Linked DNA regions of Macaca mulatta: region 1 is linked to region 2. The links are chromatin contacts, called in public Hi-C maps. All regions are on one chromosome and are shown on one strand. The core of a region is the stretch at or near the end of the contact, and the rest is flanking DNA. Distances in the headings are between cores, read along the strand shown. Region 1 holds the start of MIER1 (MIER1 transcriptional regulator). Region 2 holds the start of SERBP1 (SERPINE1 mRNA binding protein 1).

Region 1 (6,210 bases), core at 1,073-3,572, 510 kb before region 2:
AATTTGCTTATGGAGTGAGGTATAAGATGGAAGTCAAGGGTAATCCCAAGGTTTTTCACCTGAGTAATTAAAGAGTGGAATTTGCCATTTACTAAAATGAGAAAGATGGCAGTTAATTAGAAAAGAGAGAAAATATTATACACTTAGTTGTAGATGTGAATTTTGAGATGTTCATTGACTTACAAGTGCAGGTGTTTTTTCTTAAAGTCTGTTTTCTTGGGAGAGGTCTTAGCCAGAGATGAACATTTGTGAATCATCATTATAGGTGATACTTAAAGACATCAGAGTGAAGAGGTTTATGGACTGACCCAGCAACACCAATACAGTCCTGGATCGTCAGCTATGAACCACATATACAATGGTGATCTGGTAGCAGAGCTGAAAAATTCCTATTGCCTAACAATGTCGTAGCTGTCACAACATTCAAGCACAAGACATTACCTTTTCTATGTTTACATACACAAATACTTAGCATTGTGTTACAATTGCCTACAGTATTCAGTACAGTAACATGCTGCAGGTTGGTAGCCTAGAAGCAACAAATGTATTTTCATCATTATGCAAACACCATTTACTGTACTTACACAAATCTCGATGTATAGCCTACTACAGCCTGGGTGTACAGCCTACTATACACTTGTAGCCTAGGTGTATAGTAGCCCATACATCATCTACGTTTGTGTAAGTACACTAGAAGATATTTGCAAAATGCTGAAATTGCCTAACAAGGTATTTCTCAGAAGGGTCACCATCGATGCATGATTGTATTTAGTTATGATAGTGAGGAACAGATACCAGCAAAGGATCTGGAAAAGGAGAAACCACGAACTAAGACAAGAACTAGGAAGAGTGGTTTCTCAGAACCCAAATACAGCTTTTCAAAGCTCAAGAAGTAACAAACTAGACCAACGCTGCTTCATTGAACAAAGAATGAAACTGTGGATCAGCCATTGTATTTGGCTGCATGGCTATTGCTGACTTGCATAGAAGCTGTTTTGGTGGAGCGGTAGGATGGACAAAAGCGTGAGTACCATATTCGAGAGAGAATGCAAGGTTCTCTCCCAAGAACTCTCAACAAGTTCCGCTGAAGAAAGATTAGCTGAGGTGGAGGAGATTGGAGAGGGGAAGAGAAAACAAGTAATTAAGGAACTTTGGAGGAACTTAGTGGACAGTATTATGGGCAGTACTAAGGAACCATTTAAAGACAAGTCCACATAGCTGTGTGCTTTTCTCCAGTCTTGTCCAACTGATGCATAACAGTAGAATGCTGGAAGCAGGAATTAGTTTTAAGGTAAGATGGTATTGAGTAGAGGACAATAAAATACCTCTACTACAGAGCACAGCAATGTTTGGCCTGGTGGCTCACAGAAGCTGAGGCTCTTGAACGTCTGGGCACAGCATGAAGGCATCAAGCTTGAGAGATTGCAGGCCTTAACAAACTAGAAGTGCTAGGAGGAAGGATGGTTCTAAACAAACCAGGTCTTTTCTCACAGAGCAAGCACAGCAGTAGAGATTTTATTTTATTTTATTTTTTAGACAGAGTCTCGCTCTGTTGCTCAGGCAGCAATGGCACGATCTCGGCTCACTGCAACCTCCGTCTCCCGGGTTCAAGCAATTGCCTCAGTCTCCCAAGTAGCTGGGATTACAGGCATGTGCCACCAGGCCCGGCTAACTTTTTGTATTTTTAGTAGAGACCAGGTTTCACCATGTTAGCCAGCCTGGACTCGAACTCCTGACCTCAGATGATCCAACCGCCTCAGCTTCCCAAAGTGCTGGGAATTACAGGCGTGGGCCACCGCGCCCGGCCCAGTAGAGATTTTTTTTAAAGACTGTGGTAGGTCGATAAAGGAGCCATTTGTCGCCTGGGCGCTTCGAGGTCTAGAGAATGAACCCAGTTGGGGTACGGCCCTTTCCAAATCCAGAAATATCTATTAATAGAAGGGCTCCCTCCGGGACCCAGGGGGATGGACTACGGTTTTAACGCCGGAACTTACAACCTGAAGTTCTGCTGCTTGTGACTGCCTGCCGGAGAGACTGGCATGGTGGCGACCAGCTGGGGAGTGGTCCACCACCCCTTTTCTGGCCGCCTCTGAAGTCCCTGTACCTCCAAGCCCCTGCGTTGGCGGTTCGGGCCGAGGATCCGGAATGTTTGCCGGGCGTCATGGCGACGGTGGAGCTCTGGCTCAACAAGCGGCCGCGCGGTTGGCTGGCGGCACGAGGCCGAGGAGGAGGGCGGAGGCGGAGGGGAGGGCAGAGGGTTGGTGGAGCAGGAGGAAGCTCCGGACGACGACTAGAAGAAGGAGGCGGGCGGCCCGGGCCTCAGGCCCCTCCCAGGCTCTGAGTCTCCCGGCTGCAGGCGGATGGATGGGGCTTCTTCAGGCGGTGGCGGCAGCAGCGAAGGTGGCGGCGGCAGCAGCGGCAGCGGCTGTAAGTGCAGCCTCCACAAGCCATCTTTCCCCTTCTGTTCCAGTTTGGGATGAGGGGCTCCTGAGGTGTCCTCAGTCCCCTTTCTCTCCTTCCCCTCCCCCACAGCAGTGTACCGCCCGGAAGACCCTTAACTTCCGGGGAGGGGCTGCCTCAGAACGCGCCTGGCTTGCTCGCCGTCGGCGGCCGAAGGCGCATGCGCAGCTCCCTCCCCGCCACCGCCCACTACCTCCCAGCGCCGCCCTTTTGCCTTCGCGGTGGCGGCGGCGCGCTGGGAATCCGCTGCGGAGTGAGTTCGCCTCGCCCCGTTCGCTTCGGTCCCTGATCCCAGTCGGGGTGGGGCTAAGCTGACCACCCGCTGTGGCTCCGCCTCTTTCTCCTGTATTTCCCTCACTTGTGTCCCAGTCCCAGGAGGCTCCCGCTTGCACTGCAGCCTTTATGGTGAGCAGCGCCCTGGGCCAACCTGCCCTTTTCGAATGGAGTCAGGGAGGGAGGAGAGACTCGAATAGGGTATTACTGTGAGGAAATGAGGTCCTCCTAGCGCGTGGGAGGATCCCTTGGGACAGATGCTTGCCGCTCTTTAGTCTTGTTGTTTCAGCTTGTAGTGGTTAGGTCCCTGGCCTGGAGCCTGTGTGGTCCCTGCATGCTGTGTGACCTTGAGCGAGTCACTATCCCTCTCTGGGCTTCAGTTTTCCCTATTTAAAGCTTCCTCCAACGCTAGAATTCTGTATTTCTGCAGAAGAACTTACGTAATTACAAGATTGACTTGGCTATTGAGGCCGCTTCACCGAGATGACCCGGAGTTGACTGAATCTTCTTCACTCATGGGTGGAATGAGGCGACCTATTTATTGGGTCGCTTTTATTCCTTTACCATTGGTTGCAAATTGCATGACTTAAGGCTCATTAAATGTTTTTCTAAAATTGTCATGGGATCCTTGTCCTAATTCCCGACCATCTTTTTAAACATGTGAAACGGTAGATGGTGAGCTTGTATCTCGTTTCTGTCTCCTTGCTACTGAGGCTCTCTTTCCTTTGATCCAGATGGTGTGGTCGCTCGATTCTCCCAGTGCCTGGCTGAGTTTCGGACGTGGTTAAGAACCAACTGGTTGAGGTTCAATGCAGACAAGACGGATGTGATGCTGGTAGGCAGGGGTACGCTTGGAGATTAAGGGAGGGAAAAGCCAAACTCCCTCAAGTAATGTGAGATTATATTACTCTTCTTATATGTTCCAGTGTTTGAGAATTGATGGGCCAAAAATTTCCAGAATTTGGGTGAGATAAAAATAACATGTCATCAATGTAAGAACCATAAACATACAGTTTGTAATATACTGATAAAATGGGGCCACTGGATAGAACTGTGTAAAACTTATGAAAAGAAAATCCAAAACTGTTATTTGAAGAACCAAAAGCCTACATAAGTGTTTTAGAGTGGCATTAATAATAAAAAATGAGACTAATGAAAAGATGATGCTGATTGTCACTATAGATGTGGGGCTTCTAAATGTAATAGGCTAAGTTTTTTAGATTTAGGAATTTTCAACCAAATTAGTAATTATCCATACAATTTTACCACCACATCATAAAGGCATAGTGTAGGCTGTTGCTTTTAAATAAAAATTTCAGGAAATAGTTTATAAACTAATCTCAAAAGAGACTCATGGACCCTGAAAATTGTTAGATACAGAATTTTTTAGTTTTGGATGTGTTGTATTAATCTATTTCAATCAGCTAACCCCAGAGGCTAAACTGTTATAAATACAGTATTTTCTTGGTGCATTTTGAGAGGTACCTTTTTGGATTGCATAACAGGTTTATATATGATATATATATATGTTACTTGTATTTGAATCAGGTGTTGGTACTGAATAAAAGGTTATATTTCTTAGGTATATGTAAATTGCTGAAGAAGTTTGTTCATTGGTTCGTTTAAGGTACTGGTTGAAGTAAGATTGTGATACTAAATGCTTTTGTTAAAAGCATAATAATAACTGAGGGGTTTGTGTGTGCGTGCGCCTTATAGCCTCTATAGAATTGTTTAATAATTTTGAATAGAAGATTCAGTAAATTGCTTACAAATGATTTATCAATATAATAGGAGTTTTGAGTAGCTTAATGTCATAAAAATTAATGTTAGTTTGCCCGAAAATAAGGCAGCTTTTAGGTGGGCAATAGGAGCTGAAGAGGCATTTATTCAGGCTTTCTATAGTGGTTTTTTGTTTTGGGACATTAATCACAAACCTCACATAAAATTGGAATTCACCACACTTTTTTAGTTTAAAGATTTTATACACAATTTCAACAGAACTACTGTTTTGGATATCACATTAATAAATAACAAGGTGTAATTAAGCAGACACAATTAATGGTGCATTTTCTCATGCCTTTAGCTCTGTCATGTCCTATTTTCAACTCTTCTAGTATGAATAGGCTTTAAAAATATTTTTTTTGTTAACCCAAGTATAAATATTAACTGTTTGCATTTGGATACAAAGAAGATATCTGTTGAATTAATCCAAAGTGCTGAAGAACTAAGGGTAATGGATGGAAACAACAAGGAGGTAGATTCTGGCATAATAAAAGAATGTTTTAAACATTTGAACTTTTTTTGAAAAGAGGAGCCTTTTTATGAGATATAGTGAGTCACTGGAGGTGTTTAAACATAGGCAAAAAGCCTGGTAGTAGAAGCATGATGAGAGATTACTATTTTGACAGAGTAGAGACTTGACTAAAAGATCTCTAAGGTCCCATCCAACACTAAAATTCTGTGACTAGTGAATAGTTAATTTTTATATATTTAATACTGAAGAGGGTAAGTAAGCATTTTGAGAAAGACTTTTCATTCCCTAAGGTGGCTCCTGAAAATTTTACAGTTAAGTGTATCACTAAAATAAAATAATAGTGGAAGTATACTGAATTCAGTGGTAATGTGTTACCTATGAATTGCAGTATTAGAGCTGTTTCTTTTTTATAATATCTGAACCTAAAAAGACCCACTGAATCCACATTTATAAAAAGGGGAAGGAGAAAAATGTAGAGATTTTCTTCCCTCAATAATAATAATACCATTTAAATCTAGTAATATTGACACACAATATTAATAAACTTAAAAAATTATTTAGGCCGGGCACATTGGCTCACGCCTGTAATCCCAGCACTTTGGGAGATTGAGGTGGGCGGATCACAAGGTCAGGAGACCGAGACCATCCTGGCTAACACGTTGAAACCCCGTCTCTACTAAAAATACAAAAAACCAAAATTAGCCGTGCGTGGTGGCGGGCGCCTGTAGTCCCAGCTACTCAGGAGGCTGAGGCCGGAGAATGACGGAGAATGACGTGAACCCGGGAGGCGGAGCTTGCAATGAGCCGAGATCGCGCCACTGCACTCCAGCCTGGGCGACAGAGCCAGACTCCGTCTCAAAAAAAAAAAAAAAAAAAAAAAAAAAAATTATTTAACAGTAAGATAGATACCCATTCAGAAATGTTTCAGACTTCATTTTCCTGACAATTTTACGATTCAGTAGGTTACTGGACTGTGATCCCCTGCTCTTTATCACAGTTGGGATTTCTGTTGGTAATTTAACTGAAGAATCAAAGATTCAGTGTACTTAAGCAAGCAAGTTATTCCTGTACCTTGTATTTTAACACTTTTAATTTTCCTTTGGTAGGCAAATTTCATAAATTAGCTTTCATATTTTAATGGAAAACCCTCCTTCATCTCCATGGTATAAAGCCTGAGTTTGTACCTCTAGGCCCCTAAGTGTGTCTGTATCCACCTCAGGTCC
Region 2 (6,525 bases), core at 1,192-3,691:
CATAAACATTAAATATCTGTCTAAAGTATGTCAAGCATTATGTCACAATGTGTTGTCAAAACCACAGAACACAATCAGGTTAACCTTCCTACTATCTGCAGGGATTTTGTTTACAGATATATTCCCAGTAAATAGGACAGTAGAATCTCAAAACGGGTATTGTCCATTCAACACTTTTCCTGTATTTACATGCTTGTATTTTATGCAACTTAATAAGAGTGCTCTGAAATACTGACCTAAGGAAAATGTTGATTGCTAATATGGAATAGTTTTCCCATGGAAAGACTTATTGAATGGTGAACTTAAGTCTTAGTTCTAACTTCATGAAATCATTCCCCACATTTGTCACTTAAAATACTTTTCAGGTAAGAGCTTATTTCTTAGATGGGCTTCATGATCAAAATAACTCAGGCATTTAAACATGCTTCATGTTTTGAACATTCAAAATGAGTGAACACATCTACCTGGTACACACTATTCGTCAGACTCAACTTTTTGGTTTACTTTCTTAAGCTTAAGCATAGTTTAAATAATTACACAAGTCAGCGTTACTTAACACACGAATTAAATGATTTATTTAGGTGTGTTAGATTGCCATAAAGCTTAATTGGCTGAAGAGATACTTGGCCTAAGTGATGTACATGCTTTCTAATACTCCAACTGTGTTTCTCCTCAACCTATAATTTTACCACAAGAATTATTTTCTTTCATTCACCACCTAGGACCGAGGTTCTTCATTCTAAGCCTCATAAAAGTCCTCAAAAAAAAAAAAAAAAAAACCACAAAAACCAATAAACCTCCTAAAACAAATCCCACCACGAGGAAATTGTTTTGATTTTCAAAATTAGTTGAATGTCACAGAAGTCAACAAAAGCTAATGAGAACTCCTTTCAGAGAAGCACGTGGCAGGAAGGGGTAATTTCAACTTTCAACATATAAATACAGCTTTAAAGATTCAGACCTTAGGTCCGACACCTGCTTGCTATTGATCATGCACGTTCTTATCTTCGAACTACTTGCTCTTTTTCATCCGTAACAAACTGGTAATGAGAATGCAAAAATCAAGACAATCCTGTGAAACTCACAGTGCCCTGGAAGCAACTATTAACCGCCAGTGAAACTCTCACCATGCTTCACGCACATGTGGAGGGGGAAAAAAAAAGCTGCAGACTCTAAAGAGCTCTGCTGCGACTAACGCTGTGACAGCCTCTGCACTCACTTTACCCACGAGGCCCAGAGTCCACCATGTGAAAGACTCAGTTTGGGGAGTCGAGAGAGAGAGGATCGTGACTCGAGGACTTTCCTCGGGACGTCCTGCGATCACCAGTCTTCATTCATAATTCCCGCTTCTGCTTAGTCGAGTGTGGCCAAACTCCTCCATTTCCCAACAGCTCAACTCACCCCAGCAAGTTCTGAGAAAGTCCTAACAGTTGAGAGGTGGAGGAGAAACAATAAAGCACACGCGGCACCCCAACCTGCGGCTGACTCCACACGTCCGATGGCCTGGAACGACCCCCTGCTTTTCGGCGGGGATACTCCGCGCCGTCGTGGGACAAGATGGCAGGACAGGAGCCTGAAACAACAGCACCTCAAAGGAGCAGCTCTGCGCAGTAAGCAGCGATGGACCCCGAGCCCCTCCGTAACTACGGCAAGCGTCGGTGAGCGGCCGGCTTCCCCGCACCTCAGTCCATGCGCTCGCCCGCCAAGGAATCCGGCGGGAAGGCAACAGCCTCCCCGGACCCCGAGCGCGCTCGAGGAGCAGCTCATCTCCGACCACGCTCCTCCGCTCACAACCTAAGGCGGGAAGGGGGTGGCTCCGAGAGCCTCGCCGGCGGTGGCTTCAACTTGGGGCTACCACGCTCCTGGCACCTTCGCAGGACCTGGCTTTTGTCGCGTGAAGAAACGTGAGGAAATAGGCGGCAAAGTCTCCCGCGGACCCTCGGAGCTCCAGAAACAAGTGGTAGCCGGCAGCCCTCTCGCTCCTTCCCTCCATCCCAGTCTCCCCCACATTCTGCCCCTGCTTTACCTTCTTTCTTAAGCGCCACGGGCGGCTGCGTCTCCTCTTTCTTGTCAACCACGCCAACGCTGGGGGGCAGCGGGTTCTTGCGGTCTTTCTGGGACTCCTTGCGCAGCTGTTTGCCTGCCGCGTTGGAGTTGGTCTGGGCCGCGGCCTGAGCTGCGCTCTTGGCCCCGGGGCCCCCAACGCCGCCCCCGCCGGCTTCTTTTTTCTTGTTCTCCGCTGCCTTCAGCACCTCGAAGGGGTCCGATTCGTCGTCAAATAACTGGTCGAATCGGTTGGTGACCACGCAGCCGAAGCCTTCCTGTAAGTGCCCAGGCATGATGGTGGCTCGGCGGCGCGTTCCTCCACGGATTGCAGCGGGCCGCGCCGAGCCAAGAGCGCCTGCTTCAGCTCTTCCCACAAGATGGCCGGGCCGAGAGAGGGGGGCCGTCTTCTCTTCCGGCGCCAGGCACACATCCGGGAGCGGCCAGCGCCGCAAGGCACTGTGGGGTGTGTAGGCCAGAGTAGTTTCTCCTGAGGCGACTCCCTGCGTTGGGACTACAATTCCCAGGATGCACCGCGCGACAACTCTTCGCGCGCGCCCGAGAGGCGGGACCCCAAGAAGGGAGTGAAGCGTGCGAGCTGAAGGAGGGGAAGCGTGGTGGTGGGCGGAGTCCTGCCACCTGCTCTGGTCGCCCTTAAACTCTGTAGGTCTTCAGCTACCCTGAAACCAGAAAAACGTGACGGCGTAGCTGACTCGCGAAAGTGCTCTTTGGTTTCACTCACGCTCCCTCGGGCTCAGGCTAACTTTCCCCACCGCTCCGGGAAGGGTCAAGGTGACTCCCAGACCTTACATCTGAGACGCACAAACTTCCGGGGGAGGGGGTGTTGCTGAGACGCCGCGCCGGCAGCGAGTAGGCTGGACCCTGCCTGTGCCAAGTCCGAGCAGCTCAGTCGCTGGAGTGCCCTTTTGTCAGGCTCCACGGTGAATCGAGGCTCTTCTGTCTAATGTGAGGTGGAATACGTTTCCTCTCGCGGGGACGTGAACTAGGGTAGCAGAACTAACCAAAAAGACAAGTGAAACTATCACATGGGAGTGTGGCGCGTCTTTCCCGGGCTTCTCACCGTGTGGCGGCCGGTGTCGTAGGAGTGGTTAACTCCTGACTGTGCAGCGCTAGACACTGGGCAAGCCGCTAGGAAGCACTGTTTACAGAAACGCTGTTACAGTCATTCCAATTAATTGTCCGTTCGTGTCCGGCAAGTCAGGGCTTAGGTGGCTGTGGTGTTAGTCACATGCGCTCAATAAATACCATTTTAGAGCATTTCGAGTGCGTGTGTGCTAGGAGTTGCGGTGAGGGGTGGGAAATATTGAAGTCAATACTTAATAATAACAAAGCATTGATACTAGTTGAGAATATTAAAGTTCATTAAAAGAATACAGTTTGAATGCATTTTAAGCACATTTGGTAGCACCGTGTTTAAATATATCATAATTTTTAAATCCTTTTCCATTAACACAAAATAGCAAATGCATCTCTGGCAGGAGCTATGAATAACCTTGAACTCAACATTGTGTTAGGCAAATAGTTGCCTCTTTTCACAAATGCTGAAACCACTTCAGAGATGAAATGATTTACCAAATTCACACCTCTGTAAGTGCTAGTGACAGGTATTAGCCCAGCCTTCTACCTCCACTAGGAGACCGGACATCAGCTCTTTAATTCAGACTCTGCACTGATAGAAAGCTGTCCAATGTTTAAGTTTCCGATATGATTTAAACATGGTTGTGTGTCAGGGTATGTAACATGGCGGAATGTAATCATCAATTTCCGAGCAGATTTTAAATCAATTCCTTAGCAGGGAAAATAGAAGACACGAGTCATATTACATACATGTGGCAGCAAACCTCCTGGTTTTCTTATTTCTCAATCCTCCCCTACTCTTCAGAGCCACTTACTTCCCTGCTGCCTCAGTCCTACCCACCCCAACCTCAAACACACCCCCTATCTCATCCTCTCTTTCACAGGCTCTGGCTCTGTGGCACCTACCAAGACAAGGAGCTTTTGACCATACTCTTCCCACCTTTTCGAAATAGCTCAAGTGCAATGTAGAAGATCTCCACATTTTGACAGATCCTCTCTCTTCACGGGCTGTTGCATCTTTGAGACTATCTGCATCTTTGAGACATCTGTGAAAGCTCCCCTTCTTACCTCTTTCTGGCCACGGCCACAGTAACGATATTCATAGCCAAAATGTGATGTTTTAGTATGTGCTTGGTGCACTTTACGTATGTGATCTCCTTTAAACCTTACATCAGCTCTATAAGAAAGTTATTACTCCATACCCCCCCCCAAAAAAGGTTATTACTTCTGTTTTAAGATGAAGAAAATGAAAACAAAGAGCTTAAGTAAGTTAACTACTCCTGCCACAATCGGGGGCTGGAGCAGGCCTGTTGTTAGTCATTTTTTTCCTCCATTACAGATTTCTGGTTTGCTCAGACAGATCTTCGTGACCACCAAGCATTATTATAATAAGAATATTTGAAAATAAGCTACACTTAGAGAAATTTTCGGCTATGAATTTATGAGGTTCATTTATGCTCCTCAGAGAATTTACCTATTAAGATTACATAAAAATGTTATGAATAAGCATTTGAAGAAAAGGGGAGAATCTTTTATATTTCTGAAAAGTTTTAAAGTCCATTTTTAAAGTATACAAATAAAGCTCAAGATGGTCTTTTACATCTCTCAATCGTTATTTTATAACTAGTTATTTTCAGTTTCCTTTATTCTACAAAGTTGAAATATTAATTTCTTAATATTAAATATTAAAATTCTAAAAGTTCTTGCTACTCTCACTAGGAAAACATCAGCCAAATAATCCTCAAGGGAAGAGAAATTTCCCGGCAGACACTAGTATTCAAATTAAAGGCATGATTTATAAAAGCGACAAGTGTCAGGCGGTATCACTGATTAGACATGTGGCCTAAAATGTCATCTCTCTGTAGCAATATTTGAATCACATCTTCTTCTCTGAAAAATACTCATGAAACTTAACAGTCTTATCTACAACAAGCCTCTCTGAAGGGTTTTCTAGCAATAAATGCTGAAAACCATGATTAAATATCCAATGTAGTTGCCTGATGTTAACGAAATGGAGAAACAATATTATATATCTCCTTCTTCCTGCCTTCATTTACTTTCAGGATCCTAATGCAATATTCAGTTCTCAGCCACATTACAACTTGCTTTCATCCATTTCTTCATAATCTCAACCCCCTGTTATTGTTGCTATAAATAATAGTAATAATTAACAATTGCTGTACTACATTTTTTTCTACCCATGTTCAGGTGATTCTCCTGCCTCAGCATCCGGATTAGCTGGGATTACAGGCGTGTGCCACCACGCCCGGCTAACTTTTTGTATTTTTAGTGGAGACAGGGTTTCACCATGTTGGCCAGGCTGGTCTTGAACTCCCAACCTCAAGTGATCCACCCGTCTTGGCCTCCCAAAGTGTTGGAATTACAGGCATGAGCCACTGCACCGGGTCTACTTACTACCATTTGCACATTTGTTACGCAGTAGACACTGCTAAGTATTAAATATTAAATAGCTTACATGCATTATTTCATTTAATTTTCAGAATAACATTATGAAGTAAAAAGTAGTATTACCTCTATCCCCCTTTTATAGATAGGGAACCTGAGGTTAAGTGCCCCTCCCAAATTCACATTGACTGAAAGAGTCTGGCAGTCTGATCTTACAGCCTGGGCACCCAGTGGTAACAAGGAAGAGGAAAAAGTCCTTCATCTTTAAATTGCTACCACGTGTAGCAAAATCAAACTATTCTAACAGTTTGGGGACACTGGATATAGGTATCACATCAATGTAAATAGACTAATTTTTAGTGTATTCAATATATAATGTATTTTTAAAACAAAACCAGTAAAGGTGGTTCTTGTGAAGAAAAGGACAAATCCCCTATGACTGAAACTGGAATGCTAAGTATAATATTGCAAGTCTAGGCTTGTGCTAAAGTTAGACTATCAGAGCTAAAAATAGAAATATTATACTCCTTCTTTTGCCACCTCAAACTCACTTTGAAGGTTGAACTTCTTGAGTTTAAACTTCCTTTTTTTTTTTCTGTGTTACCAAAAAAAGAACAAAACAAAAACATAAGGAGAAAAATAGTTATATTGAGATATAATTCATGTGCTATATAATTCAGCCACCTAAAGGATACCAGTTAATGGTTTTTAGTATATTCACAGAGTTGTGCAGCCATTACCGCTATCTAATTTTAGAGCATTTTTATCACCCCTGAAAGAAAACTACCCATTAGCAGTCATTCCTTATTCCTTCTATCCCCAGCCCTAGGCAACCACTAATTTACTTTCTGTCTCATAGATTTGCCTCTTCTGGACATTTCATATAAGTGGAATCTTACAATGTGTGATCTTTTATAACTGGCTTCTTTCATTTATCACAATGTTTTCAAGGTTCATGCATATTGTACCATATATCAC

What was found. Hi-C and Micro-C count contacts between places; a contact is called where the count stands out from the background.
Region 1: a Hi-C map of liver shows a contact between it and region 2, with 6 times the contacts expected there. The contact joins the promoter of MIER1 here to the promoter of SERBP1 in region 2. A contact is called at or near these places in 2 of 14 Hi-C or Micro-C datasets (fetal cortex germinal zone and liver).

Annotation. Positions count from the first base shown.
Region 1 is chr1:173,689,319-173,695,528 of T2T-MMU8v2.0, reverse strand. It overlaps MIER1 (MIER1 transcriptional regulator), which reads left to right and starts at 2,322. Exons shown (of 15, transcript XM_077954509.1): 1 at 2,322-2,427; 2 at 3,468-3,568. It overlaps DNAI4 (dynein axonemal intermediate chain 4), which reads right to left and starts at 2,185. Exons shown (of 18, transcript XM_015141821.3): 1 at 2,082-2,185; 2 at 1,995-2,079. The coding sequence starts at 2,163.
Region 2 is chr1:173,175,037-173,181,561 of T2T-MMU8v2.0, reverse strand. It overlaps SERBP1 (SERPINE1 mRNA binding protein 1), which reads right to left and starts at 2,441. Exons shown (of 8, transcript XM_015142018.3): 1 at 2,027-2,441. The coding sequence starts at 2,339.